Linked DNA regions of Rattus norvegicus: regions 1 and 2 are each linked to region 3. The links are chromatin contacts, called in public Hi-C maps. All regions are on one chromosome and are shown on one strand. Each heading gives the region's core, a stretch centred on a gene start, on an enhancer-like site or on the middle of the called end of the contact. The rest is flanking DNA. Distances are from core to core; before and after follow the strand shown.

Region 1 (4,234 bases), core at 39-2,538, 180 kb before region 3:
GAGTGGCCGGTGGGGTGGAGAGTCCGGCGTTTTATTTGTGAAACTGAGGGTCAAAAAGGAGTAGTACCTTTTAGGTAACGTGTGTGTTGCCAATGCCTAAAAGCCGAGGACTCAATATATTCTTTTGGGTTTTGTTATTTAAGGGTATGTGTTTTTGAAGCTGACACTTGGGGTGGTCCGCCTAGAAGCAGGGACCACCAGAATGGGCCCCTTTAATGACAGATCCTTTTCCCTTCATATTCCCTGTCTAGTGTAGAGGCTTGAGGCATGTCACCTCGGCCAGGTAACCCTGTCCTAGCAGAGATACAGGTTGTGTCCAGTCACACATCTTCGCCTCCCGGGGGTCCTAGGAGAGTTGCTAGAAACATTCGGGGTCCCTTGCTGTGCCAGCAGCCACCGGCCTGGTGTCAGAAACACTGCGCGGAAGGACACAGGGGCCTGCAATGACTCACACACCAGCGGAGGCCCAGGGTCCCCGGAGGGTCCTAGATTGCCGGCTCTAGATCCGCGGGAGATAGTCTTATTATTCCTTCATAGTGGGGGTGTGGGGGTGTCGTGTCCGCTACCTAGGCAACGGCGATCTGAAGTCTCCAGCGACCAGCACATCCCCTACAGTCCCTGCTCAAGTGGACACAGGCCACCATCCAGCCTTCCACTTTTCTCCTTCCCCGTTCTAGCTCCCTTCCCCCTTTCTCCCCCTCGACCCCCCCCGCGCAGTTTTCTCGTCCCTCCCTCCCATTCCCAGCACTAGTCAAGCGAGTTTCCCTTTTCACAAAATGGCCACCTTGCTGGACACCCACGGTCACGTGATCCCGCTGCCCTCCACGGAAAGCCAGGGCTCATCAGGCCAGACAAAGCCAACTACATGCCCGGGGAAGGAGAGAAAAGGAATAGTGCTAGAAAGATGAAAACTGGGTGCACAGGGGAAGCAGCAGCAAATAAGCCCAATTTAAATCCTAGGACCTTATTGCTAGAGGACAGACGGAAATGCTTCTCGCGAGATCTCGAGAAAACACTAAGACTCGGGTACTGGCGGAGAACAGGGGACAAACAAACCCAAGAGAACCAGAACCACATATAACGCGGAGTTGTCTATGTGCAGACAACGACGTGGGTAACTGGACTGACTAGGAAATCTCACGGGACTAGGACGAGCAACGCACCGTAAGCAGGCAGAAATCCTAACGGCAGGGGACTGCCGCCTGGGAGAGGAGGGCACACGTCTTACGTGCTGACGTAGCAGTCCTCCGAGTTGGTATATAAGATCGGTGGCCGCGCGGTGCGCTTCAAAGCCGCAGTTCTCCCGTGAGAGGGTCTTTGCGGTAAAGCCAGCACTTGCTCAGCAGCGGAAGACTCCGAATTTTCGGTACTCTTCAGGGATGAGTCATGTGGCAGTGGAAAATGCGCTCGGGCTGGACCAGCAGGTGAGCTGCAGTGGTCGCTGCATCAATTTCTCCCCTAGCCTAACCTGCCTTGTGGCGCAGCTCTTTAAGTTCTGCTTTTTCCTTCCCGGTTCCCCGGTTGGCTCGGGCCGGCGGGTGCCAGTATCTAGGGGTTCTGGAGGGACAGGATGCTTAGGGGGAGTGCTAGAGCCTGTTGGTCCTCCAGCTCGGCTCGGTTCGCGGTATTGTCCCTGGCCCGAGCACAATGGCGGCTTTTGTGTCTGTGCGCAGGCGAGCCGAGGGGGAGGGGGCGCGCGCATTCGGGCGCACGCGCGCGCACCCTAGTTGATTAGTGACCGGCGGTGGGGGGGCGTTGTAGATAGATTGCCCCGCGTGGCGGCGCGCGGGCCGGGATGGATGGTTTTAGCCTCGGATTTCAGGGGCTTGGGGCCTCCATGGCTCCAGTGGCTGTGCTTTTTAAATCCGGGAGTGAGCGGCGGCGCGCGGGCTAGCCGAGTGGCCGCGCGGCGCTGGAATGTGGGAGGGGGCGCCACGGGATGGGGGCTGGCCTCAGCGCGGGCTAATGGCGGCGGCCTCCTTTGTGTGGCGCAGGCTAGCTGTGCCGCGCGGTCGCCCCCCCACCCCATCCCCCCGGGCCTGCCGGCCAGCGGGCTCCTATGCAAGCCAGCCGGGTTTCTTCGGCACCGCGGGCCCGGTGTGTTGCGGCAGGGGAGGCCGAGGTTCCCGAGTGGAAAGTTTTGTGACGCAGAAATTTCAGGGCGGATCGGGCGGGGGGAGGGGGGGGAGGGAGGCCGGGGCTGCTGCGTGCGCACTAGCGCCGGGCTTGGCTGTGACGCGAGCCACCCGGCGCGGCCCTTGCTCAGCCTTAGGCTCCAGGAGGCTCCAGGAAACAGCCCGAGGTCCCGAGCCCGGCACACCCGCCCTTTACCTGGGCGCCAGGAAGGACCACGCGCCTTGTGAGGGACGCCCCACTCTGGCATCGTCTAGAGGCAAAATGCCCAGAATATGGCAACAGATAACTTGTTGCTGCCGTTGAAGTAAAATTGGGAGATTGATCAGGCCTGGTTTTTGATTCCTTAATCGAGACTCCATTTCTAGGTTTACAAGGTGAGGAGGAGATGAGGATCTGTTGTCTTCTGCCAGGCCTCCCCCTCAATGACCCGCAACAGTATTCCATGTTGTAACATTGTAACTTAAAAGGGCACTGCTACATTTTCATCTAAATGATCTTAATTTATACCAAATGATACGATATTGTTGAATTATATTGGAAGTTAAATTTCCAAGAGCCTTTCATAAATGGATTGACTCCGAAAGCTTAGAAATTCGGGGTAGTTGAACTTTTAAGTTTGTAACAAATACCAACAGTGCATTTGGCAACTTTGTTGCTTCTTAGTGTTGCCAAACAGAAAAACAACTGGAAAACAAAACTCGGCGGGCTAGAGAGATTGCTCAGCGGATAAGAGCACTGATTACTCTTCCAAAGAACTGGGTTCAATTCCCAGCAACCACGTGGCAGCTCACGACTGACTACTCCACTGTAACTCCAGTTCCAGGGGATCAGACACCCTCATACAGACATACATGCAGGCAAACTACCAGCGCTCATTAAAAAAAAAAACCCAAATTCGGATTATAAGAAGTGCAGCTTTAAATGGCAGCTATTGTGTCAAACATGGCAACATTAATAGCTAGTGGCGAAGAGGTTAGATCTGCTTTCTGTTTTCGGGGACCGCAGCGATTGTGGAGCTTTAAGCACAGATTTATAGAGTAGCATTTCCTTAAAATGTAATAAGTTCATCTTTCCTGTTTTTTCTTTTTTTGAGAGGGGTCCCCTTTTCATTTGTGCTTTATACTCCTAAGTAGATAAGCCATATTGACAATAGTGCTCAGTGTGTAAAGGCATCCGCCATAAAGCGAGGTGACTGCAGCTACCTGAATTTTTGATCAGCTTGGTTGGTCTTGGATGAGTTTGAGGCCAGACAAGACTACATAGTGAGAACCATCGCGCGCGCGCGCGCACGCACGCACACACACACACACACACAGCGAGAGCTTGTGTGAGGGCGCGTGAGCAGGCACACACATAAATAAATTTTTAAGAACTTAATTTTTGTAGCATCTTGTTAACTGTATAAGGGGATGAGTAGACGGGAGGTTAAAGCCAGTGAAATGTTCTTTTGTAAGAACATAAAAGGATAGTCATGACTAGTTCTGTGAATCTACAGTTAAATGGAGAACAGGAATTATTTCCGTTTTATTCGATAGCTAAGTGGTGAGTGTATTGCCCCAATTTAATATACTTGTGCTGTATTTGAGAATAAAGGAACTAAACAATAGTTTCAAAGTTTGCCTTTATGCTTTTAGGTTTAAAATAACACCCAAGTATAAAGTTGGCGTTTATAAAAATTTTTTTTAAATGGCTAAAATGAATCCTACACTCATAACATGTGGTTTTTGTTTTTAAGACAGGGTCTGATTTAGCCCAGGTATGTTGCTGAGAAAGACTTTAAACTCCTGATCCCCTCCTGCCTCCACCTCTCCAAAACTGGGACTACAGCCGTGAATCATCATACATTATGTGGTACTAGGGATTAGAACTCAGGACTTCATCCTTCAGCATGGGCTAGCTAGCACTCTACCACTCTACCGAAGTTCTTGCACCTAATCTAGTTAATGTTTTAAAACAATTTTTTGGCTGCCCTCACCTCAAATGTTTTTATACCTTGTATGTATGTTGTGCCATAATATCTTTGGAGGCCAGAAGAGAACGGCCGATCTGGAACTGGAGTTGGGTACAGTTTTTAGCCACTTGAATACTTGGATTACAC
Region 2 (4,300 bases), core at 294-2,793, 230 kb before region 3:
GATGTGTTTACTGGGATGGCTTCCCACTCATCTTGAACCAGGGTGCTTTTAGTGCTGTGTCCTGCGGAACGGCCAGCCTTCCTTTTCCTTCTGTAGGCTGACAGGGCAATGCAGCAGCCAACACACAAGACTGCCTTTTGTTTATGGCCGAAGACTGGGCTCATTTTATGACATCCTGGGTACTTTGCATCCATTAATAGGAGTTGGAGTTCTGTATCAGCCCCCACTTCTGTTTCCTTTTCTCTTCTGGAGAGGGATAAAGGAAATGCTTTGCAAAAGGCATATCCTCATAGGTCTGAAAGGAAGTAATGTATTCTCTAATAAAATTAGTTTTTAAAAAATCCAAGCAGGGGACTCAAGAGAGCTCAGCCATTAAGAGTACGTACTGCTCTTATAGAAGTTGCATATTTATTTCCAGCACCAAGATGGCAGCTTGCATCTGCCTGTAACTCCAGTTCCAGGGGATGTGGTGCTCTCTTCTGACCTCTGTCGCTCCTGCACACACATCCTTACGTAGGTAACCACACACATCCATAAAAAAGAAAAGAATAGATTGCTTGGCTAGCATGTGCAAAAAAGGTCTGGGTTCAATCCCCAGTACCAAAAACAAAACAAAACAAAACAACAGGCCAAGTTGTGCCATGTGGCACATGCCTGTAATCCAGTCACTGGAGGATCTGAGGCAGGAGGATAGCCATGACTTTGAGACCAACCTGAGCTATGTGGAAAGCACTCAGCCAAAGAGTTTTTCAGGAACAGCCAATATGGATCACAGTCTTTGAAGATGACTCATCTGCGGGAGAGAGAGAACACATGAGAGATCAGGGAAATCTAGGAAGACCTAAGGGGGCTCAGAGTGCATTAGGGTTAGTAGGGTGTTGAGGAGGATACAAAGAGACCCTGGGGACCTAGTATCTCATAAACTGGGTGAAATAGTGCACACTTTTAATCCTAGAATTCAAGAGGTAGAAGCAGAACCATCATATAAAACCCTGTTTCAATAAACTAAACCAACAAAAAGCCCACAAACAAATGTCAAAGGCCAGGTGCCTTTAGTCCTAGCACTTGGGAGGGGGAAGCAGAGGCAGGGGGACCTACAAAGCAAGTCCAGGACAGCCAGCTAGGCCTACTACACAGAGAAACTGTCTCAATAAACAAACAAACAAACAAACAATAACAACAGCATACAAAACCAAGCAACCAAAACAAAATAGAACAAATAAAACAAAACAAAACATGAAACAACAAAACCAGAAAAGTGAAACCAAACCAAACAACAGAAAGGCCTAAGAAATGGAGAAAGTGAGACAGACTCAGAAGTCTGATCTCAACAAGCACACTGCCACTTAGATGTCAGCTTCAGGAAGGACCTACACTTGGTGGACACACTCATGACTTGAGATAGCTGAGTGACAAGGCCAGGCCAATTCACCAGGCCACAGGAGAGGAAAAGGCCCCAATTAAGCACTTTGTGTGTGGGTACAGCAGAGCTTTGAGGCCTCTGTTAGGAGAAACAGGGAAGCTGCCTGGGTCCTGTCCAACCATTGTCAAGCATAAAGCTGGCTCTCATTAATCAGTAATGAAGTACAGAAGCCAGGCATTGTTTGTGGATCTTACCCTAGCAACCTGGGAGCAAAGCAGAGGAACAAACATTTCCGATGCCAGTTCCCTCTCAGCCCCTGCATCATGCTGGCTTTTCCCAGCAGACACATCGACTGTCTAGATGGGTCCTCAATAATAGGGTGGAGAGGCCACGGTGCCACCTTCCAGTCAGGTGCCTGTGTCTCAGGGCCCCTGTTTGTGTGAGTCTTAGCTGTAATGCCCTCAGCCGCTTCAAGTCTCCTTCAGCCTGTAGCGGTGGTGTTGGGGGTTAGGAAGAGTGGAGACTGGGTATTCCTGCTCCAGTGTCTGCTAGCCCCAAGTTCTCTTTGGTCGAATAAAGAAAATTGCTATTGGCTCCTCGGACTCAGCATCCCCAGAACCCTACCCTTCCCTCTGCTCCCCATTCACCCCTGGCTGTCCTCAAGAGGACAAATGGGAAAGCAAATCTCTCCTATAAGGAAGGAAAACCCTGCAGAACAGGGAGAGCCCAATGACTTCTCATGCTAATCCATTGCCTGGTACCCCCTCTGCCTGATTTTTTTCCATCTCTAATCATTTTATGATTACAAGATTACATGCTCATTATCATACAGTCTGCGAAGGTGGAAATGTCCAATACAGACTATTCTCTCTGCCTCTACCACCTGGAAATGACCATAGCCCACTCTAGTATGTATTTGTCAGGATATGTAAATATATTCTCAATAAAAACAACAAGTGTTTAAAGGAAGTCTTTTTTAAATTTATTTATTTTATGTATGTAAGTACACTGTAGCTGTCTTCAGACACACCAGAAGAGGGCATCAGATCCCATTACAGATGGTTGTGAGCCACCATGTGGTTGCTGAGAATTGAACTCAGGACCTCTGGGAGAGCAGCCAGTGCTCTTAACCGCTGAGCCTTCTCTCCAGCCCACAACTAGTGTTTAAAACTTCCCTTTGTTTGTGTACCTGTGTTGGAATTGAACTTAGCCTCACACATGCTAAGCAAGGAACTAGCCACTCCACTCTAGTCATGACCCTAAATGTTGTGTCTTATTGTGGTAAAATACACATATTAATTTTTTTTAACTTTTATCAACTGTTTAAACTATTAAAATGTGAAAATTTCCATTTTAGTCTTTGTGTATGTGGTATGGGGGATCAAACCCAGTTTCTTATATGCATGCTAGGGAAGTGCTCAACCACTGAACCACACACCCCTGTCCCCATTCTTTTCTGTCTTTCTAAGTTACATAGGTTGGCTTTTAACTTGTCGTATAACCCAGACATTTCTTGAATTTCCAATTCACCCATTCTTCTTTCTCAGAGTCCTGAGTAGCTAGTATTACCTTACCTGCCTAACTGTCTAGCTTTTTTTTCCTTTTGAATAGGGTCTTTTGTAACCCATGCTAGTCTCAAAGTCATTATGTAGCTGGAGGCTAATCTTGAACTGCTGATTGTCCTGCCCCCAGCTTCCAAGTGTTAGCTTTACAGGTGTGGACCACATGCCCTACCAACTGAAAAACATTTCCAGTCTTTAAATACTTTATTATTATTATTATTATTATTATTATTATTATTATTATTATTAGTAGTAGTAGTAGTAGTAGTAGTAGTAGTAGTAGTTTTTTGAGATAGGGGTTTCGTGTGTGTGTGTGTGTGTGTGTGTGTGTGTGTGTGTGTGTAGCCCTGGCTGTCCTGGAACTCACTCTGTAGACTAGGCTGGCCTCTGCCTCCCGAGTGCTGGGATTAAAGCTGTGCACCACTACACCCCACTTTATCCAACCTTAAAAAAGGAAGGAAAGTCATGTTTGCCATAGCATGAATATATACTGAAGAAAAATATTGACTTAAGTGAGGCTCCTCACATAGACAGTTTTATAAAGACAGAATGGAGAACAGTGTTGTCATGGAGGAGAAAGGAATTGGAAATGGTGGAGACAGTGTCAGTTTGAGATGAGAAAGGTCTGGAGATGAGTGGTCCCGAAAGGGACATGAAGAAGATGGAGATACTGTCACAGAACCTCAGGTGACAAAGGAGAAAAGTGAGGAAGCCAGTGTCAGGGTGGTAGAGAAGTGGACTTGCTGAAGAAAACTGCTTCCAGAGCCAGCCATCCTGGCCTCTCACCCCAGCAGTACAGACAGTATCAACCTCTCACTCACCTGGAGAGGGGGCAGAGCGCTTAGTTAGGTCGGGAGGATCTGGAGCGTGAGATGTTCATGGAACTGGATGAGCAGCTGCAAGAGCTGGATGCCAGCAAAGCCAAGATGAGGACCTCAAGGGTTGTTCACAGACTGGGTTTCACACCTGCCCTGCAGTGAAAGAAGCTGAAAGACTTCAGTGGTGGCTGGAGGAAGAGAGTTGCTCTTGCCAGAGCCTTCTTTTTTTTTTTTTTTTTTTTTTTTCATCTTTATTAACTTGGGTATTTCTTATTTACATTTCGATTGTTATTCCCTTTCCCAGTTTCCGGGCAAACATCCCCCTCCTCCCTCCCCTTCCTTATGGGTGTTCCCCTCCCAACCCTCCCCCCATTGCTGCCCTCCCCCCATAGTCTAGTTCACTGGGGGTTCAGTCTTAGCAGGACCAAGGGCTTCCCCTTCCACTGGTGCTCTTACTAGGATATTCATTGCTACCTATGAGGTTGGAGTCCAGGGTCAGTCCATGTATAGTCTTTGGGTAGTGGCTTAGTCCCTGGAAGCTCTGCCAGAGCCTTCCT
Region 3 (4,230 bases), core at 1,162-3,661:
TGAGTGTCACACACACACACACACACACACACACACACACACACACACACACACACACATACAGGGCACATATAGTCCAGGGTGACTTCAAATGCAGTCCTTCTGCTTCAGCCTCTTATGTGCAGACTTTTAGGTATGCATTGCAAGTCCTACCACCAATGATATATGCTGTATAATGTTATACATGTTTTATTTTACTTTAAATTATGCTTATAATTGAAATAGAATCAGCTACCCTTGAAGCCCTTCCATGTCCTCTTGTACTCCCAAGTAGATACCACATTTTTGTTTATTGTCACTTATTGTGTATGTGCATGCATGTGAATGTGAAATATGGACACACACATATTTACAACCTGCTGAGTCTGTTTTTGTTGGTGGTGTATATGTAGTTTCAAGGCTGACCACTGCATTAGACAAACAAGAAAGGTGCTCATCCCTGGGAGAGGCTAATTCTCCTTCCTGCAGTCATTAGGTGCCTATAACTCTTTGCCTAGGGATGGGGTTCGGTGGGTTTTCCCCTTCCCTGAGAACATGTCCGTGACATTACCATTGTTCTGATGTGTTTATGCAGTCATTTCTGGAGTGACTGTTTCACAGCAGACTTCCTGGTATTCTGCCTATCAAGATCTTATTGTCCTCTCTTCCTTGATGGTCCTTGAGCCATAGATGGAGGAGCTGTGATGTAGGTGTATCCGTTGGGACTGGGCTCCCCATGATCTCTGTATTGGGCTCTCCTGTATTGTATCCAGTTGTGGTTTTCTGTGGTAGCCTCCATTTGCTGTCAGGAGAGGCTTCTTTCACGAGGGATGGTAGCCACACGTATCCAGGGAAGGTGGCTCTCAAGCCTAACAAAGTTTTAAATTCAAGTCCTGGGTGAGGAAAATAAGGGTTTTTTGTTTGTTTGTTTGTTTGCTTGGGGTTTTTTGTTTTTTTTTAAATAATGTTTTAAAGCCCTTCCATTTTTTTTTTCAAATAGAAAAGTGTCTCGGGGTTTTGTGGGGTGGAAGATCCCATTCCATCTCAGGCCTGACAGACTTCTTTGTTCCTAGATCCATTCCTTTGACAAATGGGAAGTAGAAACCTTTGTATCTTTTCTTTTCGGGTCAGCTTCCAGCTCTAGACTCTGATATCTCTGTCAAACACTAATTTTCTAAGTGGCAAAGGTGATGATCTGAGAGCAGCAGGGAGGCCCACAAGCATTTGTTCTTCTGACAGGGCATCAGCAGAGACTCCATTACATGGCGGCTCAACATTCCACAGACTCAAGTATCTTTGATGGCTTGTCTTCTGAAATCAGATGTTCCAGGATCTCTTGCCTGCCCTGAATACCTGTGATAAGAGAGCTTTGAAATGCTCTAAATTAAGTTCCAGGCCAGGGGATGGAGGGAGAGATCAGACGAGATTATTTTAACTGACAGCTTCCAGCTAAATCAACAAAGAAAAAGACAAAACCGCTGCACTGCATTATTTTCCCGTGTACCGAAGGCTCCATGAAGGTCACCTCCCTTTCAGCTTCCAGAACAGACTAGTCAAAAAGCAGCAAGTCTGCTATGGACTGAACTAACCCTTCAGTCCTGGGACTCTGTCCTTATCCTAGCCCTTATTCCTCTTATCCTAGCCCTTCTGGTCACAGGTTTAAACAATGCTTCTTTCCGCCAACATTTTATTCTAAAGCATCTGGCTCCTTAGGTCCATAACTACTGCTTTTATCTGTTGTCTGGCCATGCTGCTGGTGGCTTAGGAAACTTGGCCCAGGACCTCTTTCACCTCTTAGCATGTGTCAGCGCCATCAATCACTTTTTTTCAGAGGCCTATTTGAGACTGCGATATTGATTTGATACTTGGCAGTGCCCTGATGCATGGAGTTTTGGGTCTTTTCCTTGGGCAAGACTGATGGACCTACAGCTCTATTTTGGAGGCCACACAGAGCGATTTCACAAGCAGCTCCTAGAAAGTGCATTTTGGAGTAGAGGGGCAGCGAGTCTGTTGAGAAGGATGGCTGAAGGAATGAATCATGTGCTGTGTCAAAATGGCTTGCTTATAAGCCACCCTCCTGACTCCAGGGCCCGTCAGATGAGTAGGTCACTGAATGACCCTCTCCAGAGGGACCTTATGCAGGCTGGGCTTTGGCCAGGGCAGTCAGCCTTCCAGCGGCTTCAGGTGCGTGACTAAGGTTTCCGGCTCAGGCGTGCCCCGGGCCTTTCCGGAGCAGGCAGCCGCCCCCGCGCCGCCATGCTGGAGCCTGCCTCCGGGCGGGGGGCGATAAGGCGGGCTGCGGTGGCACTGGTCCAGCGCCGGAGCTTCAGCGCCCTCTGATGGACAAGCCTGGGAAGGCGGGGCCCAATGCTCTGATGCCCTGCCCCTTCAGACGCTGGGAGCGGGCGGGGCTGCAGCATCAGTTACGGGCAGAGTCTGCCCAGGTTTCGCAAGGACGTGACCTTGAGGTGGAAAAAGTCCCCTGGTGCGTCACGAGTGGTTGTTAACCCGGGCTAGCGAGCTGAACTAGTTTTCGAAGTCCAGAGAACTGAGAAGGAATAGGGACTTAAACGTTCATAATAGGGATTCTAGCTGCCTCTCTAGAACCGCCAAGGCGGCTTTGTGCCCAGGGCCCGAAAGCCTGTAAGAGCCTGTATCGCTACGTCGTCTGGGCCTGCCCTGGGGATGACGTCATTCTGAGAGTCAGCAGAGTATGTCGCTTCCCCTCCTTCAGTCCAGAGCTAAGGCTGTTGATGCAGGTCGATTTGCCTAGCCCCAGAAGGAGCTAGGGGTTTTCAACAGAAGGATGGTTTCGCTAAGGTAGTTTAGGGGGTGCGTCACAAAGACTAGAATGGATGGTTTGCCTCATCCTGATCTCACATAGGCAGTGAGGGCGACTCTTTGTCTTCTTACTGGAGTCTCAGGAGAAAACAAAAAACAACAAAAGCAAAACCAAAAACCAAGCACGACCTAAGCGTCCAAGTCTTTGCTCCGCCTTCAGCACTGTGAACTGACATTTTCTGAAGTTTTGTCTGACTAGAACAATTTGGTGGTGGAATTTTGTGAAAAGAGGGGAGTCAAAATTGCCTTATTTTAGAAACTTTAATAACCATTGACTTTAACTTTTATATCTGATCTAACATGTGTGCGTGTGCGTGTTGCGTGTTGCGTGTGTGTGTTGTGTGTGTGTGTGTGTGGTATGTGCGTGTGTGGTGTGTGTGTTAGGTGTGTGTGTGTGATGTGTTTGGTGTGTGGTGTGTGTGTGTGTGTGTGTGTGTGTGGTTTGTGTGGTCTGTGTGTGGGGTGTGTGTGTGCGTGTGTGTGTGTGTGTGTGTGTGTGTGCATGTGAAATCCAGAAGACAACAACCTTGGGTGCCCTCAGGAGACGTCTACTTGATTTATTTTGAGATTTGTCTGAAGCTTACTAAGTATGCTGGGCTGGCTGGCTAGTGGGCTCCAGAGATCTGTCTGTTTCTGTTACCACGTTGTTGTTTTTTTAAAATGTGGTTTCTGAGGATCCAACTCAGATTTACTGACTAAGCTATCTTCGAAGCCCTGACCTAAATTCTTTACAAATTAAAAAAAAGTGTGTGTATTTGTGTCTGTGGGTGTGCATGCCACACCACATGAGAGGAAATCAAAGACCAACTTACGGGAGTCTATTCTCTCCCTCCACCGTGTGGGTCTGGGGGAGGATCCAGCTCAGGTTGTCAGGCTTGGCAGCAAGCACCCTTAATAGCTGAGCCATTTTACAGGTCCCTAGCCCAATGTTCTTGTAATTATCAGAGAAGCGTCACCACTGTATCACAGAACTTAGCAGACCTTTGGCCTCCACATTCCCTAAAACAAAGAACTCTGGGAGATAACACATAGCTGCTTTGTGGCCTGGCCGTTGCCAGTCTACAGGATGCTCCTACCAATGTAATCGAATGAAAGTTTATTGATTTACAACTTTACATTCTTCTGTAACTCTACAGTTCATGTCATCTCTTCCACTATGGAACATAATATTCAAGGCTCCCAGGTTATATGACTCAGAATAAACTCTTTTCTTACTTCCTTTAAGGCAGAGTCACTTTCTGTCAACACTTGCCATCTTGAGCAGCAGGTCTCTTGCCCTTTCTGGGCCTTAGTATCCTTACATGAGGAATCTAGGGTCTGAGTTAGACTATGAGGCACAGAACCTCAGGGTGTCTGTCTGTCTGAGACCAGAAAGTGAGAGAAAAGGGCAGGATAAGGGTCAATCTTTAC

The links. Hi-C and Micro-C count contacts between places; a contact is called where the count stands out from the background.
Region 1: a Hi-C map of liver shows a contact between it and region 3, with 4 times the contacts expected there. The contact joins the promoter of Ddx3x here to the enhancer-like site in region 3. A contact is called at or near these places in 9 of 12 Hi-C or Micro-C datasets (the A7r5 cell line, the Rat2 cell line, frontal cortex and 5 more) and 1 of 1 datasets of contacts at active chromatin or transcription factors (oligodendrocytes).
Region 2: a Hi-C map of Schwann cells shows a contact between it and region 3, with 6 times the contacts expected there. The contact joins two enhancer-like sites. A contact is called at or near these places in 6 of 12 Hi-C or Micro-C datasets (Schwann cells, hepatocytes, kidney and 1 more) and 1 of 1 datasets of contacts at active chromatin or transcription factors (oligodendrocytes).

The regions. Positions count from the first base shown.
Region 1 is chrX:12,163,037-12,167,270 of GRCr8, reverse strand. It overlaps Ddx3x (DEAD-box helicase 3, X-linked), which reads left to right and starts at 1,288. Exons shown (of 17, transcript NM_001398752.1): 1 at 1,288-1,424. The coding sequence starts at 1,380.
Region 2 is chrX:12,206,109-12,210,408 of GRCr8, reverse strand. It overlaps LOC102547042 (a long non-coding RNA gene), which reads right to left. Exons shown (of 6, transcript XR_010061381.1): 4 at 3,747-3,896; 5 at 714-793; 6 at 1-508. Among named protein-coding and RNA genes, the nearest start is that of Ddx3x, 42 kb to the right of the region's middle. Within about 2 kb of position 1,543, at least 33 of the 93 cell types and tissues checked have an H3K27ac peak or open chromatin away from gene starts, as enhancers often do. A contact at or near this core is called in Schwann cells, where this site is marked.
Region 3 is chrX:11,981,477-11,985,706 of GRCr8, reverse strand. No RefSeq gene overlaps it. Among named protein-coding and RNA genes, the nearest start is that of Nyx, 8.9 kb to the right of the region's middle. Within about 2 kb of position 2,411, at least 66 of the 93 cell types and tissues checked have an H3K27ac peak or open chromatin away from gene starts, as enhancers often do. A contact at or near this core is called in the A7r5 cell line, Schwann cells and liver, where this site is marked.